Linked DNA regions of Mus musculus: region 1 is linked to region 2. A link is a contact called in public HiChIP or PLAC-seq data. All regions are on one chromosome and are shown on one strand. The core of a region is the stretch at or near the end of the contact, and the rest is flanking DNA. Distances in the headings are between cores, read along the strand shown. Region 1 has its middle 29 kb from the start of Zfp710. Region 2 holds the start of Arpin (actin-related protein 2/3 complex inhibitor).

The links. HiChIP or PLAC-seq counts read pairs in DNA pulled down with a chosen protein or histone mark.
Region 1: a contact with region 2 is called in an H3K4me3 HiChIP or PLAC-seq map of intestinal villus epithelium, with 12 read pairs. The contact joins the enhancer-like site here to the promoter of Arpin in region 2. A contact is called at or near these places in 9 of 39 promoter capture datasets (the 3T3-L1 cell line, 3T3-L1-derived adipocytes, embryonic stem cells and 4 more), 26 of 484 Hi-C or Micro-C datasets (the AML12 cell line, the C2C12 cell line, the CH12 cell line and 18 more), 9 of 115 datasets of contacts at active chromatin or transcription factors (T-cell acute lymphoblastic leukemia, bone marrow-derived dendritic cells, bone marrow-derived macrophages and 5 more) and 1 of 9 other capture datasets (pancreatic islet).

The regions. Positions count from the first base shown.
Region 1 is chr7:79,995,021-80,000,013 of GRCm38.p6, reverse strand. No RefSeq gene overlaps it. Among named protein-coding and RNA genes, the nearest start is that of Zfp710, 29 kb to the left of the region's middle. Within about 2 kb of position 2,058, at least 17 of the 459 cell types and tissues checked have an H3K27ac peak or open chromatin away from gene starts, as enhancers often do. A contact at or near this core is called in bone marrow-derived macrophages, intestinal crypt epithelium and intestinal villus epithelium, where this site is marked.
Region 2 is chr7:79,932,198-79,937,381 of GRCm38.p6, reverse strand. Arpin (actin-related protein 2/3 complex inhibitor) reads left to right here and starts at 2,118. Exons shown (of 6, transcript NM_027420.4): 1 at 2,118-2,229. The coding sequence starts at 2,138. Gm31966 (a long non-coding RNA gene) reads right to left here and starts at 1,943. Exons shown (of 3, transcript XR_391645.4): 1 at 1,202-1,943.

The DNA.
Region 1 (4,993 bases), core at 809-3,308, 63 kb before region 2:
ACCATGGAGGAGGGGGTGTAGTAAGCACTTTGGAATTTTGGTTTCTTTACAAAACACAGAAATATTATAAGAATATGTTTTCATTTTAATCCCAGGCGTGGGATACGGGGCTGCTTCAGATTGTCCACAGCAGCTGATTATGATTTACCTCGTGCTCTGGCAGGGGTGTGATTTTGCCAGCTGTGGATAGTTTTTGCGATTGTGTGAAGTCTGGGATTCTCGGGACTTTTCAGAGAATATATAAAAGCTAGGGCCCCAAGGATAGGTGAGTGTGTTGGTCATTTGTGTGTGTGACGGGGTGTTAGTTGGTTGTTGTGGGTCATGGTTGGTCATGGCTTGTTAAGTAGCCATGCGCAAGAAGAAACCACAACAGGAAGAAATTAGATATCCTGATGTCAAAGATCAACTTGCCTGGAGCGCCACACCCCTCATCAGCAGGAAGTAGTCTAAGGATAAAGTTGCCCCCTTTCTTTCCTTTTCTTTTTTCTTTTTTTTCGAGACAGGGTTTCTCTGTGTAGCTCTGGCTGTTCTGGAACTCATTCTGTAGACCAGGCTGGCCTCGAACTCAGAAATCCGCCTGCCTCTGCCTCCCTCCTTGCTGGGGTTAAAGGCATGCGCCACCACTGCCTGGCTAATTGACCCCTTTCTGACTCTGACTTTGTTCAGGGATCTCTTTCCTTTCCTTTCTCTTTTTCTCTTATCTAGTATTAGGGGGTTAGAAGGGTGGAAGAAAGAAGAACCCACAAAGCAGCCCAAGCCAGCTACAGAGGAGTTCTGCTCACAGGCTTGCTCTTTAGGGTTTGCCTGGTTTGCTTCCTTATAGCAGCCAACATCACCAGTCCAGGTTTGGTCACACAATTGCTCATAACCACCTCTAACTTTGGTTTCTGACAGCCTTTTCTGGTGTCCTCTGGCTCTGTGCACATAGGGTGCCCTTACATACTTGCAGGCAAAACATTTACATTTTTAAAAAGCTGTGGGGGTGGGGCACTTGCTTACTGCTAGCCTAGCTCCAGGTTCATTAAGAGAACCTGTCTCAAGGGAATAAATAAGGCAGGGAATAACAGTGCAGGACACCTGATGGCCTTCTCTGTCTCTGTACATATGCACAGGTGTAAGCAAGCCACTGCTCATGTGTACAAACACCAGACAGACAGACAGACACACATACACAGACACACACAGACACACACACACACACACACACACACACACTTGTAGTTTCAGTGAGAAAGGTTCTCAAAGGCTCATATCTTTAAAGATTTATTTATTTATTTTGGTTTTTTTTGAGACAGGGTTTCTCTGAATAGCTCTGGCTGTCCTGGAACTCACTCTGTGGACCAGGCTGGCCTCGAATATTTATTTATTTTTATGTATGTGAGTATGTGAATACACATACTGTAACTGTACAGATGGTTGTGAACCTTCATGTGATTGTTGGGAATTGAATTTTTAGGACCTCTGCTTGCTCTGGTCGGCCCCACTCGCTCAGGCCCAAAGATTTATTTATTATTATATGTAAGTACATTGTAGCTGACTTCAGACACACCAGAAGAGGGTGTCAGATCTCATTTTGGGTGGTTGCTGGGATTTGAACTCAGGACCTTCAGAAGAGTAGTCAGTGCTTTTACCCACTAAGCCATCTTGCCAGCCCTCATATCTTGAAATACTTGGTCTTTAGCTGGTGGCTCCAAGTCACTAGGGGGGAAGCTTTGGGGTTTCAAAAGACTCATACCAGCTGGCTGCTGCTGGTGGTGGTGGTGGTGTACACCTTTAATCCCAGCACTTGGGAGGCAGAGACAGGCGGATCTTTGTGAGTTTGAGGTCAGTCTGGTCTACAGAGTCTTCCAGGACAGCCAGCACTACACAGAGAAACCCTATCTCAAAACAAACAAGCAAGCAAGGAAGGAAGCAAACAAAACACCCTTGCCCCCACAAAACCAAACAAAGCCAACAGATCCAAGACATTTAGAGCAAGTGCTCTCTTGACTGCTGACTGTGGCTCACTGCCTGCCATGTGAGCTCTCTCCTGCTGTTCCTGCTGCCATCTCAGCCTTTGCTCCAGCATCATGGACTTTAACCCTTTGGAACTATAAACCCGATGAAACACTTTCTTTTATAAGTTGTCTTGGTCATGGTGTTTTATTATAGCAATACAAAATTAACTAAGACACACAAAGAAAAGGAACAGCCTACTCTTTAAGTGGAACTGACTGGAAAATTCAGGCAGAGAGCCATGAGCAACCTTCTGAATCTTTGCTACCTCATCTGTAAAATGGGCACATGGAGACCAACTCTAAGACTTGTGTGTGGTAGCCAGGCAGTGTTGGCACACGCCTTTAACCCCAGCACTTGGGAGGCAGAGGCAGGCAGATTTCTGAGTTTGAGGCCAGCTTGGTCGACAGAGTGAGTTCCAGGACAGCCAGACAAGAGAAACCCTGTCTTGGAAAAAAACCAAAAAAATCCAAAACAAAACAACAACAAAAAGACTTGTGTGGTACAATGAGTGCACAGAGGCTCCTGCCTGCTACATTTGTTGTTGGAAGTGCAGTAAGAGATGAGGACACCTTACCCTGGGCAGGCTCTGCAAAAGACAGCAGCACAACTGGAGTGAGGCTGCTCTTATCTTTATGTGGACAAAGTTGGTGTGTTACTTAGATGGGGATTTTACTTATGGTGAGAGAAGAGGAAGAGGAAACAGGAAAGAGGAAGAAAGGATCTCGGGAACTCTACAGTGCTGTGGAGGAAGAAGACACAGAGTGACCTCACCTTGGCGTCTTTAAGCACAGACTGCTATTCTCTGTGATCTAGTCCCACTAGTCTGAGAAGAGCTGAGTTCTAGCCATCACGCTTGAGGGCCTCAGAAATTCCTTTTAGTTCCAGCTGAGACATCTTCCTAATTGTTTTGTATTGACACAACAAAATGCTCAAGGCTGGGTACTTTTTTTTTTTTTCGAGACAGGGTTTCTCTGTGTAGCCCTGGCTGTCCTGGAACTCACTTTGTAGACCAGGCTGGCCTCGAACTCAGAAATCCGCCTGCCTCTGCCTCCCAAGTGCTGGGATTAAAGGTGTGTGCCACCACACCTGACGGCTGGGTACTTTTTAAAGAAAAGAGGTTTGCCATATGTGACATCCCAGCAACTCAGGAAGCACAGAAAGGAGGGTTGCTACACATATTCAGGCTAGTCTGGTTTACAGAGAGCATTCCAGGCATGTAGCAAGACTGTCACAATGTAAGCCGGGTGTGGTGGCGCACGCCTTTAACCCCAGCACTTGAGAGGCAGAGGCAGGCGGATCTCTGAGTTCGAGGCCTGCCTGGTCTACAGAGTGAGTTCCAGGACAGCCAGGGCTATACAAAGAAACCCTGGGTCAAAAAACAAAAAACAAAACATAACAAAAAGACGGTCACAATATGACAGATGGCACCGAAGACAAACCGCATCAAGGAAGAAACGTTAACAGGAGGGAAAGATTGATTTCATCGAATGACAAGAAGCCAGAACACAGTGAGGGGACTGGGCTAGCTGCCCCTACCCCGTTTTTGACATGGTCTCACTATGTAGCCCTTGCTGGCCTAGAATCTGCTCTGTAGACCAGGCTGTCCTTGAACTCACAGAAATCTTCTGTTTCTGCCACTTGAATGTTGGTGTGAGCCAACATGCTTGGCTAGCTCTTTATAAATATAACAAAACAGCTTTACCTTAAAAAACCCTTTTATTGGGCTGGCGAGATGGCTTAGTGGGTAAGAGCACTGACTGCTCTTCCGAAAGTCCTGAGTTCAAATCCCAGCAACCACATGGTGGCTCACAACCACCCATAATGAGATCTGGCACCCTCTTCTGGTGCATCTGAAGTCAGCTACAGTGTACTTATCTATAATAATAAATAAATCTTATCTATCTATCTATCTATCTATCTATCTATCTATCTATCTATCTATTGAGACAGTTTCTCTGTGTAGCCCTGGCTGTCCTGGAACTCACTCTGTAGACCAGGCTAGCTTTGAACTCACAGTCTGCTTCTGCCACTGAGTGTTGAGATGAAAGGCCTAAGGCACTAATGTCAGGAACCACCTTGATTTTTGAGACAGGATCTTGTACAGAACTTGTAGCTAGCCCTCTATACAGATAGACTCACTGCCAAGCTCGTCCTGAATTCTCATCTCAGCTTGTCATATGTGCACAAACACAAATACACACATACACACACACACACACACACACAGACACACATACAGACATAAACACACACACACATAGACACACATACAGACATAAACACACACACACACACATACACACACAGACATAGACACAAATACAGACATAGACACACACACATACATAGACACACATACAGACATAAACACATACACATACACACATACACACACAGACATAGACACAAATACAGACATAGACACACACACATACATAGACACACATACAGACATAAACACATACACATACACACATACACACACAGACATAGACACAAATACAGACATAGACACACACACAGACACACATATAGACATAAACACATACACACACACACACACACACACACACACACACACACACTAGTAAAATTAAAAGTGACAATTCTTTCTTTGCTTAACCGCTCCCCCACCCCTCCCTCACTGAGCTCTGTTCCCAGCCTTAGTATTTCTCAGGTCTTGGGTGGTAGTGCATCTATTGCCATGTGTGGGTAGAAGGGACACAGCCAGGGTTTGCAGTTGGGACCTCAGGAATCTCCCATCCAGCAGCACTGCCCCAGTGCCAGAGTTCCAGGGATTTGCTGTTGAAAAAGTCTGGGAAAGCCCCCCCAATCCCGAGGTGTTGTTTACATGGGTGGCTGAGGCTCTCCTGTGACTGATCAGCAACCAGAGACTAACTGCTGCTCTTTTCTGGAATTGGAACGCAGTGCTCGTCATGACCCTCGGTATCAAACTTCTAGATCCGATTTCTAGAATTCTCCATTCTGTAGAAGA
Region 2 (5,184 bases), core at 869-3,368:
AAATGTGACAAACTGCCCGGCCTGGTGGCACACACTTTTAATCCCAACACTCGAGGGGCAGAGGAAGGTGAATCTCTATGAGTTCCAGGCCAGCCTGGTCTACATAGTAAGTTCCAGGCTGGCCAAGGCTATTTAGTGAGACCTTGTCTCCAAACAAAAGACAACAACAAGAACAGCAAAACCAACCAACCAACCAATCAAAAAACAAAACAAACAAACAAACAAACAAAACCTAGAAACCACCATCAACACAAACAAATAACTCCCCCACCCCCACCCCATACATGACTAGTGGCTGAGGAAGTGAATTTTAATGTGCAAATTTACTTTTATTATTGTTTGGGAATTTTGAGGCAGACTCTCACAATGTAGCCCTGCTAGCCTGGTACCCACTATATAGTTCAAGCTTGTAAGCACTGGGATTACAGGCGTGGAGCCCTGTGACCAGCAAAGGAGAAGCCCTTTTTCTATATTATTTAGATTCTATCATCTATGGTTTAGACTGGGTATGCAGCTCCCTGGTTGAACACTTGTCTGGTGTTCACAAACACCCTGGGTTCTATTTTCGGCACTGTTAAAATACAATTTAAGTAGCTACGTATAGCGTCCACAGAGGGCATTGCACATTTAGAGCCTGTGCGAAGGGGCAGTGACCCAGGAAAGGGACAGAAGAGGAAGGAGGCAGAGGAGTCAGGTGCCTATGAGCCTAGGACTTGCCAGAGGACACAGAGGACAGTCCTCCCCAGAGGATTGTTGTCCTTCTTTCTGGGAATTACAGAGCTGCCTGACAGGTCCAACATAGGCTGGGGTTGACTAGTCACAGACATCCTGTCTAGGGTCTGTTACATTTTTAGGGATCCACAAAACTATATTTTTGGAGCTGAGGATGTGGCTTGAGAAGACTGTTTGCCTAACGTTCATAAAGTCCTGGATTGAACCCCCAGTACCAAATAATCCAGGTGCAGTGGGTGGCCCACACCTGTAATCCTGGTTCTTGGGGAAGTATTGTAAGGAGAAAGGGGTTTGAAGTTATCCTTGGCTACATAGCGAGTTCAAAGCCAGCCTGAGATACATAAAATAATGTCTTAAAAATATTTATATTTTGTTAAAAGAGGAAGGACCCTTAAAAATAAAGTGTCTGAGACCATTCTGTGGTGATACTATGTGGGAGAGAGAGCTCCTTCCAAAGCTAACAACTCACCCTGGACTCTCGGGTATCTTCATTGTGGCTGAGGCAGGGGCACACCTGGCACAACAGAATGTGGCCACCTGCGCCAGAATTTGGCACAAAGGAGCCAATAAAACAAGACGATTTCCCAATGATTTCCGGGTCGGAGGAGATTCCCGGGTGCAGGCTGAGAATAAAAGGCTTGCAGACACTCTGGAGCAAAGGGCACTGTGGGGCTAGAGAAGCGATCGATCCATCCGAATCCTTGAGAAGTGTGAGACAAAGTAATGAATGCTATGTCCACGAGACTAGGAGAGGGAGAGTTCTATCTTTACAAACCATTAGACACGTTTCTTTCTATTTTTGCTGAGCAAGAAGCGTAGGCTCATTAAAGGTTGAGGAACTTGCTGGGATTGCAGAGATTGAGGTTTCCCTTGCTGCAGATCTGACCTATCCCTACTCCGTCACACATTCTGGGAACTCCCCTAAGCCATTGCGGAACCACGGGGAGGTCCAAAAGGGCAGAGTCCATGGAGACCGCTCTGTGGTTCCTCGTTGCTGTCCCGTCTTCTCCCTTCCTGCTCCCTGAGAAAATGTCCTACCAGAACAGATCCCAAGAAAGATCTACTTTCCTAAGCTTCAAGGCCGCTTTTTTGTATATTGATGTGTTTTGAGACAGAATCTCTGTATAGTACAGATGGGGACCGAACTCTCGATCTTTCTGTCTTAGTCTATAAGGACATGAAGGACAGTGGTCATTCCAAAAGCCCCCTGTTACTGCACGAGGTCTGGCTGTCAGGAATGAGGCTCGGCCCCTTTAAGTCCCAACTGGGAACGCCTCGGACTAGCTTCCCGGATCTGTTAACCCGGGAAGCTGGTGCTGCAGCGACCTCCAAGCTCCTGTCCCCGAGGTGCCCCGCCCTACGCGCCGGTTGCTTCCTGGAGCCACAGGGCCTCGGCGTGGGGAAAATGAGCCGCATCTACCAGGATAGCGCCCTCCGCAACAAGGCCGTGCAGAGCGCGCGCCTGCCGGGAACCTGGGACCCTGCCACCCACCAAGGGTAGGATGTGCTCTGTCCATCCGGTTGCTGGCCAGAGATGGGTTGCACTTTCTTCCGCGGCTGACCAGGGGTGGGTTGTACTCTGTCCACCGGGCCAGGGACTCCGCTACTGGCCAGAGGTGGGCTGTGCTTCCCTCCCCTTCCCACATTGTTAGCCAGATGTGGACTGGGCAAGGGAACTGCCAGGATTGGCTGAGTCGGGGCCCTGGCCCCTACTATGGCCAGCCGTAGTGGCCTGGGAGCATCCCTGGGGCCTGGGCTCCCTGGAGCATCCCTGAGGCCTCTGTCGAACTCAAGATCTGAGTCCTGCTCAAAGATTGATGGGGGTTGGGGGTGTAGGGGACACTGGGGAGAGAAACTGGGGTTGCCAAAACCACCCCAGGCATCCAGCTGGCTCTTCCCAAGGTCCCTGGCCAACACACGCTGGGAAGACAGATAAACTTGAAATTCCCGCCTGCAAGAATATCCACTGGAGGGATGCCCAGACTCCCAAATGGAACTACAGAGGCGGTGCTGGGGTTCCCACTGACCTCCGTCTTTTCCCCACACCAGGGCTCTAAACTCTAGCCATCTGTCACACTGCATCACTGGTGACCAGTTTGTGGTGTGGCAGGAACAATAGAGGGAGGGTGGGAATATCCGGAGGGTAATAAGCAGGATGGACAATTTCATTTACAGTCAGAAACAACAAGAATTATTCTACATGAAAGAAGCCAGGCCCAGAAAACCAAAATATCGCGTCATCTAGGAAGTGGAATCTAAAGTCCAACTCATAAGGTCTCCAGTGGAGCAGGTTCAGTCAAAGGGGGAATAAGTTCTGAGGATATAATGTATACATAAATTTGGTGGTGTGAGTCATTATGCAATGTGTACATATCAAGTTTTCTTGATAAATGCCTTCGATATAACCTGTCTTTGTCAGTTAAATATTTTTGGAAATAATTTAAGAGTAATTAGAGGCAAGGAATCCTGACCCAGCCCTCTTCCACAGTCTGTCTTCTTAGACCCACCCTTTTCCCCAGGTTAATGGTTTCAAAGTGGAAAGTCCCCAGGTCCCCAGGTCCCAGGTTCCCCTTTTATAGAATGATAAGGAGCCAGTTCTGGTTCTGGTTCCACTCTGTGTGGGATGCCGTGATTTTGGGCTAATTCCCACATCTCAGAGTCTCTAATTTCCAGCTGTCTGGTGACAATAGCCATCTCCTTGATGACCATGTAGGTATGAATGGGAACAGGAGCATGGAGGTTCTTTAAAGTGGGCAAAGCCACGTCTCACCAGAGGACCTGGGTTCCATTCTTGGCACCCGCAGCAGGGGACTCAAAACTGCTTGTAAGTCCAGCTGTTGGGGATTTGGTTCCTTCTCTGGACTCCACAGGCACCAGTACACACCAGTATACATGCTTATACTCACACAGTCACACATACTTCCACATAAATAAAAAATAATAAAAGCACCCAGGTGTGGTGGCTCACAACCTTAATCCCAGTACTTGGAAGGCAGAGGCAGGTTGGTCTCTGAGTTCAAAGCAGTTTGGTTTACTTAGTGAGTTCCAGGACAGCTAGAGATACATAGGGAAATCTTGTCTTTAAAAAAAGGGGGAGAGGGGCGCTGGAGAGATGGCTCAGCAGTTAAGAGCACTGACTGCTCTTCTGAAGGTCCTGAGTTCAAATCCCAGCAACCATATGGTGGCTCACAACCACCTGTGATGAGATCTGATGCCCTCTTCTGGAATGTCTGAAGACAGCAACAGTGTACTTATATATAATAAATAAATAAATCTTAAAAAAAGGGGGGGGGGAATGAAAAAGGAAACCTGATTTATTGTACCAAAGACACTTGCTCAGGTTGGGGTCTGGGAATTACCACTCAAACCATACATACACCAACCTTAGTTAAGCAAGAACAGTTTATTGAACACCCATCATAATACTGGACGTCCAGGTCCACAGGAAGGAAAAACCTACCAGTCTGTCCTCAGGGCAGGCTTTTTATAGGAAAAAACAGGTTCAAAAGTTTTAAGGCAAGCCGGGCAGTGGTGGCGCATGCCTTTAATCCCAGCACTCAGGAGGCAGAGGCAGGAGGATTTTTGAGTTTGAGGTCATCCTGGTCTACAGAGTGAGTTCCAGGACAGCCAGGACTACACAGTCTAGAAACCCTGTCTCGAAAAACAAACAAACAAACAAACAAACAAACAAACAAAAGTTTGAAGGCAAGCAGTGAAGTGGTACAACATTTTTTTTTTTTTTTTTTTAGACAGGGTTTCTCTGTGTAGCCCTGGCTGTCCTGGAACTCACTTTGTAGACCAGGCTGGTCTCGAACTCAGAAATTCGCCTGCCTCTGTCTCCCGAGTGCTGGGATTAAAGGTGTGCGCCACCACTGCCCGGCATGGTACAACATTTTTGGCTAACATGACAAACTATTATCAGTCAGCCTTTAAGCTGATTGGTCCTGAGTGAGGTGAGAGGGTGGTGGACAGGTGGTGAACAGGGGAATTTCAGAACATTGAGATAACAGAGGACAAATGATTCAGCCTGAACTTTTTGGCTTATTAGTAACATTCTTTAGTGTCAGCTATGGATAATTACTTCTGAGAAATAAGAGTCTAGGAATCTGAACTTAATTTCACCTTAAGAGCAAAACGGAGACTGAATACAAAATGGTTATAGTTATGTTAAAAGGAACAGGCCTCAACACTCCCAAATTTGCTTAACTAAAAGTGTAGGACCATTTATTTATTTACAGCATTTTTGCTATGTATTAAAGGCTTGGCTTGAACTCACAGTGTCACCCAGGCTAGGCTTGAGCTCAGAGCAATCCTCCTTTCCTAGTGCAGGGGTTACAGATGTGCGTTGTCAAACCCAGCTGTAAAAAAATGCTTTACGTTTAGTCAGTGCTTCATAGTTTACACTTACCTTTGCGTTCATGACCTCAGGCTAGCCCAGCACCAGAGGAACAC